Regions from separate parts of the Sus scrofa genome. Here region 2 is linked to region 1. The links are chromatin contacts, called in public HiChIP or PLAC-seq maps. All regions are on one chromosome and are shown on one strand. Each heading gives the region's core, a stretch centred on a gene start, on an enhancer-like site or on the middle of the called end of the contact. The rest is flanking DNA. Distances are from core to core; before and after follow the strand shown.

Region 1 (7,943 bases), core at 3,358-5,857:
ATGGGTGTTTCTTAGGTTATCTCAAGTTCTGAGAACCTCCAAGATGGTCCACTGTTGCTAGGGATTCGCTGATGGGCATCTGAAATTCCAGCCACTTGTTTTTTTTTTGTTGTTGTTGTTGTTTTTGTTATTATTGTTGTTATTTCTTGGGCCGCTCCCGCGGCATATGAAGGTTCCCAGGCTAGGGGTTGAATCGGAGCTCTAGCCACCGGCCTACGCCAGAGCCACAGCAACGCGGGATCCGAGCCGCGTCTGCAACCTACACCACAGCTCATGGCAATGCTGGATCGTTAACCCACTGAGCAAGGGCAGGGACCGAACCCGCAACCTCATGGTTCCTAGTCGGATTCGTTAACCACTGCGCCACGATGGAACTCCTTAGCCACTTGTCTTGTTCCTGACTCCCTGTCCAACAGAGGAGATGCCTTTCACCATTCAGGTGACTTATGTTTTTCAGAACTTCTGTCTTCCAGAACTTTTGTCACCATTCCCAATTGATCCCCTCCCCAGGAACACCTCCCCCACTCCTCCCCGCTCATGAATCTAAGGTGGATCCTTGCTTATTACCTCCTTCAGAACAAACTCCTCAGCCTAGACCTCAACGCCTGAAAGAAGATCCCTTTCTGGCCTGATTTCCTAACCCTCCATCACTCGCTCCTCTACTCCATGCACTCACCCCCCAGAACAACTGGTTACTCTTCCCGTGCACCAGTGTCTCACATGCCTCCCTTCACTCTTGCTCATCTCTGCTGGACATCTGCTCTCCCAGACCCTCTTCTTCAACTGCACAAGCTGAACTGCAGTGTGTCCCCAAGGCCTACCACCTTAGTCATCACCCTGTCCCCCGGCCAACTGGGATCTTTTCTTCCTTGAATCTCCACAGCACTTTGCTGATATCTCTGCTGGGCTCTTGCCTTCTCTGGCCTTGTTTCTCTGTGCACTCAGCTTGCCTTCATGCTCTCTTAATCAGCTTTGGACTGCCCTCTAGCACCTAGCAAGGGGTTTGCACATGGCAGACAAGTAGGTGATACTTACTGGACTTATGAATAGACTCACCCCTCACCTGCATGTGGTACCCAGGTCTGTGGCTTCTGGCTTTGATTTTCCTCTGAGTTCCATTCACCCTGTCCATCCCTCATCAGGGCACCACCATGCGGGCCTTTTGTAGCGATATGCCTGGAAGACTCCCCAGCCCCCCACACCCATTGCCCCAGCTTCTCTCTCTTTTTCCCACTACCACGCCCAGTTTTTAGTCTTTCCTTGAGTATCTATTCAGGTCCTAGAAAACAGCTGCCTCATTCTCTAAAGGCTGGACTAACTCAGATACTTTCACAAGGCATTGGAACAAAGAAGGATGGCATTTTACATGTGGGGCACTAAGAAGGGCCCATTTCAAATTCAAGAGGCTGAATGTGAGTGTCCAGACTGCAAGCCGTTTCAGCTCTAGGGGACCGCTCTGCACACACGACACATCTTCCTCCCAAATGCCCCTTCTGGTAGATCACACTCAGGTTCTATTATTTCCTACATATTCCTACCCATGCAGGAAAAAGAACAGCCTTTTGTTACATGGCCCCACCTAATAAACCAAACCCAGGCCTCATTCAGTCCCATTTGGTCATGGCAACCACACCCTGCTCCCCATTTCTTTGCAGACATCTTTCCCATGCCCCTTCCCACCCCACAAAAGCAAACCAACACCCATGGGTCTCAGAGCATCCCTGATGGCTCCCATGCAAAGCAACCTCTTCCTTCTTTGCATTGCCAAGTATGCTACACAGCATAGCATTTAGATACTGCTTTGTATTTGGCCTTTAATCATTTAAATTTTTTATGTTGATTTCTCAACCCAGACTGTAAGATCACTGAAGGTAGGGGCCTTATAACTCTTCTTGGATGGTATGCCTCAGTGTTTAAACACATACTGGGACTCAATGTATGTTAATGTATTAAACACCAATCCTAGATATGTGTCTACTAAAATGTGTGAGATAGTTTCATTATGCTTTCTGTTAAAATTAATTTGATATGTAAAAAACGCAATAAACCATTTTCTCAGTGAAAGTAAAAGAAGAGAAGGGAGCAATCTGAAGAAGAAATGAAATCTGGGTATAATACTTGGGATATAAAATTAAAAGGCCATCTGCCTTTGAGATGGAACAGATGTGTAATTGATATTCACTGCTCATTTGCCACTTGAATTTTGCAGACATTTAATGTGGTAATTGTTTACACAGTAAGATTCTAAATGCCCTTTGGAGAATAGCTCACTTTTCCTATAGTCCCTGTATTCTGTACCAGCAGATAGGAATGGGCTCTTAAATACCTAGAGATTTGAAAGTGTAATTTTTTTTTTTTTTTGTATTTTTAGAGCCATACCCATGGCATATGGAAGTTCCCAGGCTAGGGGTCAAATTGGAGCTGCAGTTGCTGGCCTACACCACAGCCACAGCAATGTGGGATCCGAGCTGCATCTGCAACCTACACCACAGTTCATGGCAACGCTGGATCCTTAACCCACTGAGTGAGGCCAGGGATCAAACCCGCATCCTCATGGATACTACTGTCACGTTCTTAACCCACTGAGCCACAATGGGAATTCCTGAAAGTGTAATTTTTCAAAACAAATTTGTATGGTGCCTTTTTGAAGATAGTAAGATGATAGTATCTATAAAAATTTTAATGGATAAACAATGAGATTCTGCTGTATAGCCCAAGGAACTCTATCTGATCACTTGTGATGGAACATGATGGAGGATAATGTGAAAAAAAAATGTATATACATGTGTAATTGGGTTACTTTGCTGTACAGCAGAAATTGACAGAACATTGTAAATCAACTATAATAATTTTTTTTTTAATTTAAATGAAATATCCTTAATTCAGAAATCTCCATCTAGGAATTTATCCTACAGTATACTCAATCCATCTGCACAAAGATAGATGGACATGAATCATCACAGGATTGTAATTATAGTATATTAAAAATAGCCTAGTGCCCACTGACAATGGATTGATTAAATGCATTATAAATCATTCATTCAATATAATAGTATTTGCCCTTTAAAAAGAAATGAAGTTGCATTGTAGGGATTTACAAGAAAAGATGTTGTATATTTGTAGACAGTTTCTGGAAGGATACACAATCACCTAAAAGATATATGAACTAGGGTAGAAGGCAGACAAATCTATATCTAGATCTAGATTTATTTCTCCAAAGGGTTAAAAATATATATAACAGATACATGTAGCATGTAAAGATATTTGTATTATTTAAAGGTAACCAAAAAAACTTTAATTTGAAAAAAATGGTATTATTAGTCAAAAGAATTTGGATCCGAGATTTAAATGGCTAAACATCTACCAAGAGTTTCAAAAAGCACATTGCCTATTTGTCTACATAATCATATTTAAAATTAAAATATTTATTCAAAAGACAATCTTCCTTCCTCCCTTCCCTGCTTTGGATTCTATTTTGTAACTGTCACTTCTCAAATTTGGATGGTGGCCTGAATAGTGTTTCAGAGGCTATCATCAGCAGTGACAACAGAGATGACATAGGTTTAGCTTTTGTACTAATAGTCATTGTCAAAGAATGATGGTTCTACTTTAAACATTTAGATATTCCCCTAAAAACCTCATGTACCAAATAAAACACTTAACTAGTCTGTTCTATTTACAAACCCATCTATGTCCATGCTTATCTTTGGCAGATCCTTTTGGTTCCCCACACAATACAATAGTTATTAACCTGAATCTTCATCCCTAATGGGGGATGCCCTAAAAAAGCCAATGATTCTCTTTCCCAGCCTCCCTTTCAGCTGGAGAAGTCTCGCATATTTGTTTGAGATTCTTTGTTGCAGAAAAGAATATCCACTCTAATTAGTGGAAGAAGAAAGGGAATTATTACAGGGTATTAAGTAGTTTAGGAATATATGGGAAAACTAGATGCCCAAGGTCATTCAGCACAGAGCCAAGATTAATGCCAAAGCAAACCTCCAGACCTCGTAGTATCACTTAGCCACCAGAGACTGGGTACTGGCACCTCCACAATAGCTAGTCTCAAAGAACCTAACATTCTGCCACTTTCTTTGCAAGAAAATCCGATGTGCAACTGCCACTTCTACTCATTCACTTCACTCCTCCAAATGTGGTGCCAGAGAGCTTGCTTGGGTAAACCAGATCACATGCAGAACCCCAGCTGCAAGGGAGATTGGGAAATGCATGTTTTAGATCCCCAGTCTATAGTTAAGGAGGGTTTGTTGGAGCAATCCGCAGCATGTCACCTAAGTGACTCTGCTCTGACCAAGGAAAATAAGAGGAAGTATTCTGGGGAGATTTGGGGAGAGGTTTTCTTCCTTGATAGAAATAAAGAAACATGAGGAGAGCTTTCCTTACTGTTCTTCCTGTTTTTGCTTTTGGGTACAGGAGTAAGGGACATGATGGCTGGAGCTGCAGCAGCCATCTTGGAACTGTGTAGACATTTTCAACATTCCCCCAAACCCCTCTTACTTCTAATCTTTCAGTCTCTCTAAGCCTCTCTTCTAGAGTCTGTAGCAATGGTCATGATTTCCCCATCTCTGAAGTACTTCCCTCATTTTCCCCTACTCCTCATGCTACCATTTATTCTCATTTCCTATATCTTCTCTGTTTACTTACTCACCTTCCATTCCCTTTTCATTCACTTGCAAGCTGACTTCTGATTTTATCACATTTATGAAGCATCTTAAAATGAGGTCACCACTGCCATCCTGACTGACAAATCTGAAAAGCATTTTTCAGTTTTTATTTTCCTTAATCTCTCTGCTGCACTTGACAGGTTTTTTTGGTTTTTGTTTGTTTGTTTTTGCCATACCTGTGGCATGAGGAAATTCCTGGGCCAGGGATTTCAGGAATTGAACCCTAGCTACAGCAGTGACAACGCCAGACTTAATCCACTGCACCACAAGAGAACTCCTGCCTTTGATAGTCTTGATCCTCACTCCTCAGCCTTTCTGGAAACTTTCTACTCTCTTGTCATCCAACACAGTACACTCCCCTGGATTTCCTTCTACCTCCCTGACTTTCTTTCTTTGCGTCCTCCACTCTCTAGCCTCTCAGTGCCTCACCTGTGGCTCACGGCTCCATCCAGTCTACATTCCCCAAGCAGTTTCATTCTGTTGGGTTGGTCTAACCATTCCCTGAATACTGACAACTCTGCATATGCATGTCCAGTTTGGAAATCTTCCCCAACTTCACACACATGTCTAACCACAGTGAAACACCTCCCCTAGCATGTTTCAATGGCTCCTGAACTGAACCTGTCCAAACATGAAGATATCATTAGTCCTTTAAAACCTGTTCTTCCCTGTGATCTCCACCTGCCTCCTTACCCAACATACAGACCTGAGGTCATCCTTGACCCTTTCCTCTGTCTCACACAGCTTGTCAAAAGATAAGCAACTGCTGATTTCACCTCATCATTTCTGTTTCATGTTCCTATAGCAGTTTTCTACACATTGTTGCAGGGTGGTCTATATAAATGCAGATAGGATTATTTCCTTTTCTTGCCTAAAATTTCCCAAGTGTCTTCCATTCTCTGTAAGAGATGACCAAGCTCCTCAGCAGAGTATGGCCTTTCCTTACCTCTCTAGCCTCATCCTCAGCCTCTCCTGCCTTGGGCTTTTGTGCCAGTGATGCTCAACTCCTTGAATTCTCTGAAATGCAGCATGCAACAATATGAGTCTTTACTTTTTCCAATTTTTAAACTCTGCCTGAAACTCTTCCTCTACTTCATATCAAGTTCTACCTCTTCCTAGATGTCTTTACTCAGTCAACACATGTTTACTGAGTCCTTACTATGTGCCAGGCACTGAGCTAAGAGCTAAAGAATCAACAGTGAGAGAGTTCCTGTCATGGCTCAGTGGAAAAAAATCCAACTAGTATCCATGAGGATGTGGGTTCGATCCCTGGCCTGCTCAATGGATTAATGATCCAGCATTGGAGCTGTGGTGTAGGTTATAGACGTGGCTTGGATCCTGCATTGCTGCAACTATGGTCGTAGTTGACAGCTGTGGCTCCAATTTGACCCCTGGCCTCAGAACTTTCATAAGCTGTGGGTGCAGCCCTAAAAAGCACACACACAAAAAATAGTCAGCAGTGAGTGAGACATAGGTCGTGCTCTCAAAAGACTCACGGTCCACATACTGACCTCCCTCTTCCTCCAATCCTCCCTGGTGGGTTGAATGCCCTTTTCTATGCTCCAGCCTCAGATATATTGGTTGTCTCCTCAACAACTATACATACCTTCTTTCCTCCCTTTTGTGTGGACAGTGGAAACTGACCCCATTCCCAGCTGCAGCTATAAATACTGATACATCCAAGTAAGTAAGCAGGATGACTCCATACCTCTTGGCAAATAACTGGTTCAGAATCCCAGGCTAAAATCAATTGGTGTTGACTTTCCCCTGGGGAGGGCAGATGACCTGTGTGGGTGCTCTCAAAAAGAAAGGAAAAATGCATGTTCCTATTTTAAGAAGAGACGTTTCTTCCCTTCACCTGGGCTTGAACAGGTGCCGTGGGCAGCTACCTTGTGACCATGTGAAGAAAGCCAGCCTGCAGAGCCCACAGATCAGAGCAGAGCCAAGAGATCAAAGGGACTGGAAATGGGAATGGGACCAGAGCCTGGAAATGGCTCTGCCTTTGCACCTGATAGATGAACTGAAGAATTTCCCTATTTTAAAGCCAGTTGGAGCAGGCATTTATTTTATCTATTAATAGAAGTCATGACAAACCACCCACCTGTCTCCCACTTCAGTGGCCCATGAGTCCACCCCTTTCCTCCACCCTCACTGGGCCAGCATTAGTGCAACTGGACTGTCAAAAGGATGACCTCCACGTTATCTTAGCCAGGCTCCTTCCCTCAGGTCACTCCTTTCAATCCATCCTCCTCATTATTTCCACAGTGATATTTCTACATCTCAACTCCAATCTTATCAGCCCCTGTTTAAAAATCATTAAGAATCATTAGTCAGTTTTAACTTCAAACTCCTTATCATTTGTCAGGAAACAGTTTGTGTCTGCTTCTAGCCAGGATTTTGGCCCTACCTCTGCCATTCCCTCTTGCTTTTCCCGTATACCAAAATGTCACATACTTGCTGAAACACATAACGCTCTCATTTGCATCTGAATGTCCTGTTCGCTATACCTGGAATTCCCCATCACCACCACCACATACTCACAAGCCCAAATTCCTCAAAATGCACGGGAAACATCAGGGCCTTTTATAGGCTCCTGCTCTGTGCTCTTGTGTCACATAGCACTTTGAAGATCTCTTTGTCCTAACATTAACTTGCTCTGTTGGAATCATTTGTTTAAGTGGCCTTTCACTAAACTCTAAACTTCCTGTGGGTGGGGACCGGGTGGTATTTACACACATATACTCATACGAGAGCCTTCCCACAATGTCTCTCCGAGTGCCACCCTCCATAAATGTTCTTTAAAAGGGATGGGAAGGCAAGGAGAGGGGCGGGAAAGGGAAGGGAAGAGGGAAGTGGAGGGAAGGAAAGCTTCAAGTCTTCCTTGCTCTTGGTGCTTCATGCCTTTGGAGTGTGCATTTAAAAGGCTGTCAGGCTCAGTAATTGTGGGGAATGGAGAGGAAACAAATAGTGGTTGATATAGGTAATGTTCATGTCCCCATTTGTAGCAGCATATGGAAGTTGTTGTAATGGCCCAACATAAAGCATTCCTGGACAATATTAATGACCAGCTGAGTTAATGACCCAAGATTAAGCCTAAGGCCATGAACACATTCTCCCTGTCGTTAATCCCTGGGAAATGACCGCCGTTGTGTTCATTACGGCTCAATTATGCTCATGTTCCTCAAGAAGGGAACAAAAGCACTTCAGTCCTAATACCCAGCTCTGTCCTTTCTTTCACCTTGACACATGGGCAATATAAAGACA
Region 2 (7,943 bases), core at 2,922-5,421, 490 kb before region 1:
GCCCATCCAGAGCCCACATGCCCGTCCTCGCCACCTCTGTGGGGATTTCAAACTCCAGGCCACCATCCACCTGCCTTAAGCATCCCTGGGCCAGGAACTGGATGACTTAGGGCGGCCCCCATGTCCCAAAGCCCACATAAACTATTCAAACCAGCCAGCCCTAGGCCTGTTTATCCTGCCTCACTCAGTCTTTCCTGAAAAAAGCACAATAAAACCTCTTGCCTGCAGTCCCTGACTCCCTCTGCCTCCTGGCAGAGGCTGTGCTTCTTTCACGTGGCCCTGCCTGGCATGGGGTATTCTCCCTCATGGAAACTGAGTAGCGATCTTTCTTCCCCCCCCCCCCCCCCGCCCACCGTCTTTTTTAAGGCCGCACCTGCTGCATACAGAAGTTCCCAGAATAGGGGTCGAATCAGAGCTATAGCTGCCGGCCTATGCCACAGCCACAGCGATGCCAGATCCTAGCCGCATCTGTGACCTACACCACAGCTCGTGGCAATTCCAGATCCTTAACCCACCAAGCGGTTAAGGTTGGGTTCGTTTCCACTGCACCACAATGGGAACTCCCCATCTCTCTTTTCTTTTTTTCTTTCTTTTTTTTTTTTTTTTGTCTTTTTTTGCTATTTCTTTGGGCCGCTCCCTCGGCATATGGAGGTCCTCGGCATATGCAGGTTCCCAGGCTAGGGGTCGAATCGGAGCTGTAGCCACCAGCCTACGCCAGAGCCACAGCAACGCAGGATCCGAGCCGCGTCTGCAACCTACACCACAGCTCACGGCAACGCCGGATCCTTAACCCACTGAGCAAGGGCAGGGACCGAACCCGCAACCTCATGGTTCCTAGTCAGATTCGTTAACCACTGCGCCACGACGGGAACTCCTCCATCTCTCTTTTCAATGGCAGTAATATCCCCATCTGTTGGTCTCAAGTACCTGAATAATAATAAAACCTACATTTCAAAACAGGTTTTTCTGGGTTTTCCAGGACAAGACATTTAGCAGGACTAACTCTTAGGGCTTCTTTTGGTATGAAAGGAAACGGTGCCCTGGACCAAGGGCAAACCCACCTGGCTACACAGAGTCCCTTAAGCAACAAGGCAAATTCCACACCCAACCTGGCCCAGAGGATAATCATCTGGGGATATTTTATCAGACAGTCTGGAGCAGGAATACGTAGGTGCTATGCAACTGCGTGTTTGAGCAGATTAAACACAGAGGCCCTGAGGCCGGGGGAGTCCCGCCCCCTCAAACGTGTAGAAGCCTTGGGTGGTGGCAGAGGGAACACCGTCCAGCCCAGGTGACATCAGCGAGGCTTCCTCCGCTGCCCCCCTCGCTCCTCCTCTTCCCTCTCGCATCCACCCCTTGGCACTTGGGAATCACTGACTATTTACAGCAAGTGTTAATTAAATGGCCCAGTGATTTCATCCTGTAATGAACACAAATGTCACATTTGGAAGGCTGGCTTCGGGTAGCAGAAAGAGGCGATCATAATGAGAAGGATAATGAATAGCACTGTGAGTTTCAGCGGCCAAACAGCTCTGAGAATTTCAGGAGTTGATGAAGATCCTAACTGGGACACCCAGCTGAGATCCAGCAAGTTCTGGTGGCGGGCACCTGAGTTTGGATCCATGCCGTCACCGTTACCACGAGTGACAGGAAACAGCAACAGCTGTCTGAATCCGCCAGGAAAGACACCAACCGTCAGGTCATGAACTCAGCTGTGAAATTCCCTCTCCCACATTAAAGCTTCCTGGCATCTCCTCTCTTTTTTCCCCCCCTGTAGCTCACCTTATTGTTTGTGAAACTCTAAGTTTTGAAGAGACACAGCTAATCCTTATTTATTTTCTTGCGAACAGTGCAAATGACCAGAGCTCCAAAGACACTTATCTGGAGAATCCACAATGAAAAGGACAGTCCAGCCATGGAGGAATCATTCCTTGGGGGCACGTGTGCGGCATATGGAGGTTCCCAGGCTAGGGGTCGAATGGGAGCTACAGCTGCAGGCCTACGCCAGAGCCACAGCAAGGCAGGATTTGAGCCGCATCTGCGACCTATACCACAGCTAAAGGCAACACTGGATCCTTAACCCACTGAGCGGGGCCAGGGATCGAACCCACATCCTCATGGATCCTAGTCAGGTTCATTACCTCTAAGCCACAACGGGAACTTCTTGACCTATTTCTAGCTTGCCTGGTGGACGCTATCAGAGGGTCACTGTTCTCAATTTCCAGAGCTCACCTCATGGCCCTAAACAATGGTCTCGTCCTTGAATGTGACCTTGGTGGTACACTGACCACTGGGCTGCTTGTAAAGGATGTGCGTCGGGGTCAGGGAGTGGGGAAAGATGAGGCTGGACAGGCATGCACAAATCAGGTCACCCAGGACATGCCAAGGGGACCCTTAGCATGATCCTGGGAAGCCAGGAAGATCACGAGTAAGGGATCCGATGAGAATTCTAGAAAAGTGCTCAGTGGCAACACACAGGAGAGAGTGGAAGTGGCCAAGACCAGAAGCAGAGATGAACAAGGAGCTTTCAAGACCAGGAGAGGCTTATGAAGGTCTTAATTACAGCCAGGGGCGTGTGCATGGAGGGTAAGGGATGGAGCTATTTGAGATGCAGAGAGGAGTTCCCTGGTGGTCTAGGGGACAATCCTTGGTCTGGGAACTGAGATTCCACATAAAACTACTGCATGCTGGGAGTTCCCGTCATGGCGCAGTGGTTAACGAATCCGACTAGGAACCATGAGGTTGCGGGTTCAGTCCCTGCCCTTGCTCAGTGGGTTAACGATCCAGCGTTGCCGTGAGCTGTGGTGTAGGTCGCGGACACCGCTCGGATCCCGCGTTGCTGTGGCTGTGGTGTAGGCCAGTGGCTACAGCTCCGATTCGACCCCTAGCCTGGGAACTTCCATATGCCGCGGCAGCGGCCCAAGAAATAGCAAAAAAGACAAAAAAATAAAAAATAAAAAAAACCTACTGCATGCTGTGTCAAAAAAAAAAAAAAAAAGAGAGAGAGAGAGAGATGCAAAAATAAGAAGAATTAGTGAGTAAGAGGAAAGAGAAGGGAGCAGGTGGGAGAGAGCAGATAATGTCAAGGCTGACTTTCAAGTTGCTGGCTTGGTGGGGACTGGATGGGTGGTGTGCCCATGGCAGAGATAAGGTGGTGTCAGGGCAAAAACAGCCCAAGTTTGGGGGCAGAAAGATAATGACCCTGTTTGATTCAGACAGGGGAGGGCAGAGAAGGGCCTGTGGAATTTGGGGTCTAGGGACCTCCAGTGACCACAGGCATGACAGGACCAGAGGATGGACCCTGGCAGAGCAGAGGGGTCAGTGGGGTGCGGGAAAGGTGGCAGCAAGCCCATCCTTCTGACCCTCTGCTGTGAACAGAGCAGGGGTGGTGGCTGCAGGAGGAAAAAGACAGGCAGGGTATTTTCTTCTGTGTGGGTGGGAGCCCTGTGGACACGGAGGGGAGGGGTGGATGGAGCAGCAGCAGCTTAAGATAGAGAAAAAGAAAGAGGGGGTGGGAGGGGCTGGAACTGGAGTACACGTGGTCCCACTAGCCTCAGATGCTGGGCTAAGGGTCACTCTTCCTCTGAGATGTGAGGGGGGTGTGTGTGAGAGAGAGAGGAAGAGAGAGACAGAGGGAGAGAAGGAGAGAAAGAGGGAGGGGGGAGTCTTGGAAGTCAGGGAAGAATGGGGTTCATCTGTTCTCTGCCTTACTCTTAGCTCCTCAGTTTCTGCAACATAGCGAGATTACGAATATTCATAAATCGATAACCTATCCATTGATAATGGTGAGTGCGTAGCATGGAGTTCGCAAGTGAGAGAGCTGTTGACACCTCACAGTTGAAATGAGAGTGGCTTCTGGCTCTTAAGGTCCAGGAGTGACGAAGCTCAGATTGACAAAAAGGGGCCAGTGGGACCTTGGAGGTTTCTATGTAGAAGAGGAGGGAGCGGAGCTCAGGGCAGAACGCCTCCCCTCTGAAGGTCACTGTTGTCAAGAGATGGCAAGGCTTTCTCAAGAGATGACGAGGCTTTCTCAATAAATAGCACATATCTCAGCTTCTGGAAACTCCCGCTTTCCCATTTAAAATGCCCCTTTCCTCTACCAAGGTGGTTTCCAATGGGGCCACCATGCTTTGTGACTACAGCTTTCTTGGCCCCTGCAGGGGGCGCTCTGTCCATGGTGCTGAGTTGAGTCGCTCCAGCACAGCAAGGTCAGGCCTTGAAAGGGCTGCTCTTCATTGCACCTCTCACCCAGGGCCAGGTGCACCTGCATTTGCACAGGCTGCATCTGCAGATGGGTTCCAGTGCTGCAGACCTGGCCGGCCAGCATGGAGCACAAGATGGACCAAGGTCGGCAACCTCCGCTCCTGGCCCTGCTTGCACAGGGAGCAACAGCAGGCTCTCTGATAAGCAAGCATGGTGTCACTTTTCACTCATGAGGTGGAAGCCGCGTGACATAGGGGGAAGGGTCCCAGGTTTGGAGTCAGATCTGGATGAACAGATACAATAACTTGGAGTTCTAGCTGTGTGCAGTGGGTTACGAATCCGACTGCAGTGGCTCGGGTCCCTGCGGAGGTAGGGGTCAATCCCTGGCCTGGTGCAGTGGGTTAAAGGATCTGGCATTGCTGCACCTGCAGCTCAGATTCAATCCCTGGACCAAGAACTTCCATACACCAAGGGTACAGCCATTTAAAAAAAAAAAAAAGATGCAATAATTTACTAGCCATAAAGGGGGGGGGATTTATATGATCGTCTTGGGTTCCCCATCTCTTTATCTTCATTAGGAAAAATAATACCTCTTCAAGAATGGTTGTGAAAGTACTTCACCTATAATGGACAGCTCCCTTCTCTCTGCCCTTTTTCCTTTTTAGGTAATTAGAAAGTCCCTGATGCCATTATGACCATTCCCGCTCATCTGACTGAGGAACACTAAAGGAATTAAGTCCCTGGGGGGCTAAATAAGGGGTCAGTGAAGGGGGGTTCTTAGCCCTCCACCCTGCCCTCCTGAGACTCTCCTGCAGCTTGACGCCAGCTCCCCACCCTCCAAGGAGGAAATGCTTCCTTCCTGCTTTAGAAGATGAAGCAGAATTGCTGAATTCCAATTCATGTTATTTTTTTTTTTTTGGTCGTTTTGTTTTTTTAGGCCACACCCATGGCATATGGAGGTTCCCAGGCTAGGGGTCCAATCGGAGCTGGAGCCACCATCCTATGCCAGAGCCACAGCAACTCGTGATCTGAGCCACATCTGTGACATACACCACAGCTCACAGCAACTCCGGATCCCTGACCCACCGAGCGAGGCCAGGGATCAAACCCGTGTCCTCATGGATGCTAGTCAGGTTTGCTAACTGCTGAGCCACGATGGGTCTTATAGTTTCTCATCAGTTGAAAGGAGGCCGTAATTCTGACGTCACTCTCAGATGTTCTGAATATGCATTACAGCAAAAGAATATATAAATGCCAAGGAGCAAGCCATGCTGGATGGCAGCCTAAACGTTGATCCACGGTGGCATAGGGTTAAGATTTCTATTAAGAGAATTCTTAAATCTTGGCTTAAGGCAGCCAATCTTTTCCATGTCTCTTTTATCATGTATTCTGCCTTTACTCTCCTATACAACTGTGCATGTTATATGGGTGTAACGTATAGATGTTTAAAGGGAAAAACAGCAATGAGGGGCTGGAGCGTCAGGCTGCTTCGTAGATGCACATGTGATGGACAGCTGGGCTCTTGTTTAGAAAGGTCGGCGTGTACACACAGCCCAGCTGGACATGAGCTCTTTTAGGGACTCTAGGATAATCCAAGGTCTGGGTCTTTTATGAAGATAATTTATCGTGCCACTCCTTTGGAGAAAATAGCCTATAGACGTCCCCAGAAAGGCACCGGGTTATAAACTGCAAGCCCTTGCCAGGCCAAAAATCAAGGGAAAAGGGCAGAATTCACCCCAAAGGACAATGTGCCTCTTCTCTATAGGAGACAAACTATTAGTGTTTTTTGTTTTTTCTTGTTAGGGCTGTACCTTTAGCATATGGAAGTTCCTAAGCTAGGGGTCCAACTGGAGCTGCAGCTGCTGGCCTATGCCACAGCCACAGGAACGCCAGATCCAAGCCACGTCTGTGACCTAGACCACAGCTCACAGCAATACCGGATCCTTAACTGGCCAGGGATCGAACCCACATCCCTCGTGGATGCTAGCCGGGTCCTTAACCCGCTGAGCCACAATGGGAACTCCATCAGTGTTTTGATACTGTACTGTTTAGCCCCCCCATGAAATGGGGGCTAAGGAGAATGGGGGGGGGGTCTGGGAGCCTGGATTGTCCATGGCCAGTGCCAAGGAGGTACCCACCCCGTGAGGCAGTTGTAATAACTTGCACTATTCTATATTCAATTATTATATAACTTGAAGTGACAGAAGATGAGGGCCTGAGTTCAGGTAGCAAAGAGGAGAGGGAAGGGTGGGGAGAGATTTTGGAAGTAGTAGCAAGGAATTAATGCCTGTAAGAATATGAGGGAGAGGAAAGGAAGACAGACCTGAAGATACAAGCCTATGTGATGGAATGGATAATGATGGGACCCCAAAAGGCTTGGGGTTGGGGTGGGAAGATGATGAACTTGGCTTTGGACCTGTCGAATGTGGCCAAGAGGTAACTGGAAATGGAAACCCGGGGCTCTCCAGAAACATCTGCTCGTAGGGTGAGCAACAGAAAGCTCTGCTTTGTGGCGGTATTTCTGCAAGGCCTCCTGAGTGTGGACTTGGAGTGTGTTTTCCCAATGAGTGTTCTGAGAGGTGCCTGCTTTGGCCAACCAGGAAAACGCATCTCCTTGGGTTTCTCATCACCATGTCCCCAGGTCTCTAGTTCTACTGCATAGCTGGTTCCAGGGAGGGCGTCACCTTAGAGTGATTTGGACACTGATCCGCAGCCACAAACAACTTCAACCAGGCAGGCTCATAGTGGCCCAAGCTTTTCTCCAAGGCTTGGTCCCTCAAATCCACAGATAACTAGGCTCATAACAGATACTTGGAAACAACAACGAATATGCAACCAGCCCCGTTTTTTTCTCCTCTTGACTTATGTGTGCAAAAGGTACCCGGAAGGAGCGGGGCGCCTGTTACACGACCAGGAGATGCATCCACTTCCAATTACAGGAAGTTAATAAAATGCTTAAGCTCCACCAAGTTTCCCCTGATGCTGCCGCCCCTTCCGGGGGAACCGTTCCTCTTTGTCTGATTGGACGACTTCTCCATTTATCTGAGAAAACGTAGATGCCATTGTCGGGACTAGGACACAGAAGTCACGCTCATCAGTGACAGGGATGGCTCAGATGAGCTCTGATAGGTTCGTAGCTGTTAAATCAAAAAAGTATTCAATGCATGTTTCAATTTACTCTACCAGCTGAGTAAAGACACATATTCCTGCCGGTGAAATGGACCCTTTACCTCTGACGGTGCTTTTCATGGTATCAGGATGGCTATGTCTAAAACTGCATTCCTGGGGGTTCCCACTGTGGCCAATGGGATCAGCACCATCTCTGCAGCACCAGGATGCAAGTTCAATCCCCGGCCCAGCACAGTGGGCTAAAGGATCTGGCATCATCGGCATGGATGGGCTCCCTGGCCTGGGAACTCCATATGCTGCGGGGCGGCCAAAAAAGAAAAAAACAACAAACAAAAAACTGCATTCCTGGCTGTGTTCTTTAGGAAGCACTGAATTGTAAAGCATGTGTGTCCTGCTCTTGAATTTCTGTTCACATGTTTTATTTTATTTTATTTTTTACGGTTAGGCTGCACTCACGGCATGTAGAAGTTCCAGGGCCAGGGATCAAACCAGAGTCATAGCAGTGACGTTGCCACATACAGTGCAGGCCAGAGGGAAATCCTCTGTTCACATGTTTCAAAAGAGTTCTACGCCTTGGATGGAAGGCTTAGTGTCCACTGGAAGACGGAGGC

Evidence for each region. HiChIP or PLAC-seq counts read pairs in DNA pulled down with a chosen protein or histone mark.
Region 2: an H3K27ac HiChIP or PLAC-seq map of alveolar macrophages shows a contact between it and region 1. The contact joins two enhancer-like sites. A contact is called at or near these places in 1 of 47 Hi-C or Micro-C datasets (embryonic fibroblasts) and 1 of 2 datasets of contacts at active chromatin or transcription factors (alveolar macrophages).

The regions. Positions count from the first base shown.
Region 1 is chr10:47,401,240-47,409,182 of Sscrofa11.1, reverse strand. All of the region lies in intron 2 of FRMD4A (FERM domain-containing protein 4A), which reads right to left. Among named protein-coding and RNA genes, the nearest start is that of FRMD4A, 20 kb to the right of the region's middle. Within about 2 kb of position 4,607, at least 1 of the 83 cell types and tissues checked has an H3K27ac peak or open chromatin away from gene starts, as enhancers often do. A contact at or near this core is called in alveolar macrophages, where this site is marked.
Region 2 is chr10:47,894,024-47,901,966 of Sscrofa11.1, reverse strand. The region is part of intron 5 of FRMD4A (FERM domain-containing protein 4A); the gene reads right to left. Among named protein-coding and RNA genes, the nearest start is that of PRPF18, 220 kb to the left of the region's middle. Within about 2 kb of position 4,171, at least 4 of the 83 cell types and tissues checked have an H3K27ac peak or open chromatin away from gene starts, as enhancers often do. A contact at or near this core is called in alveolar macrophages, where this site is marked.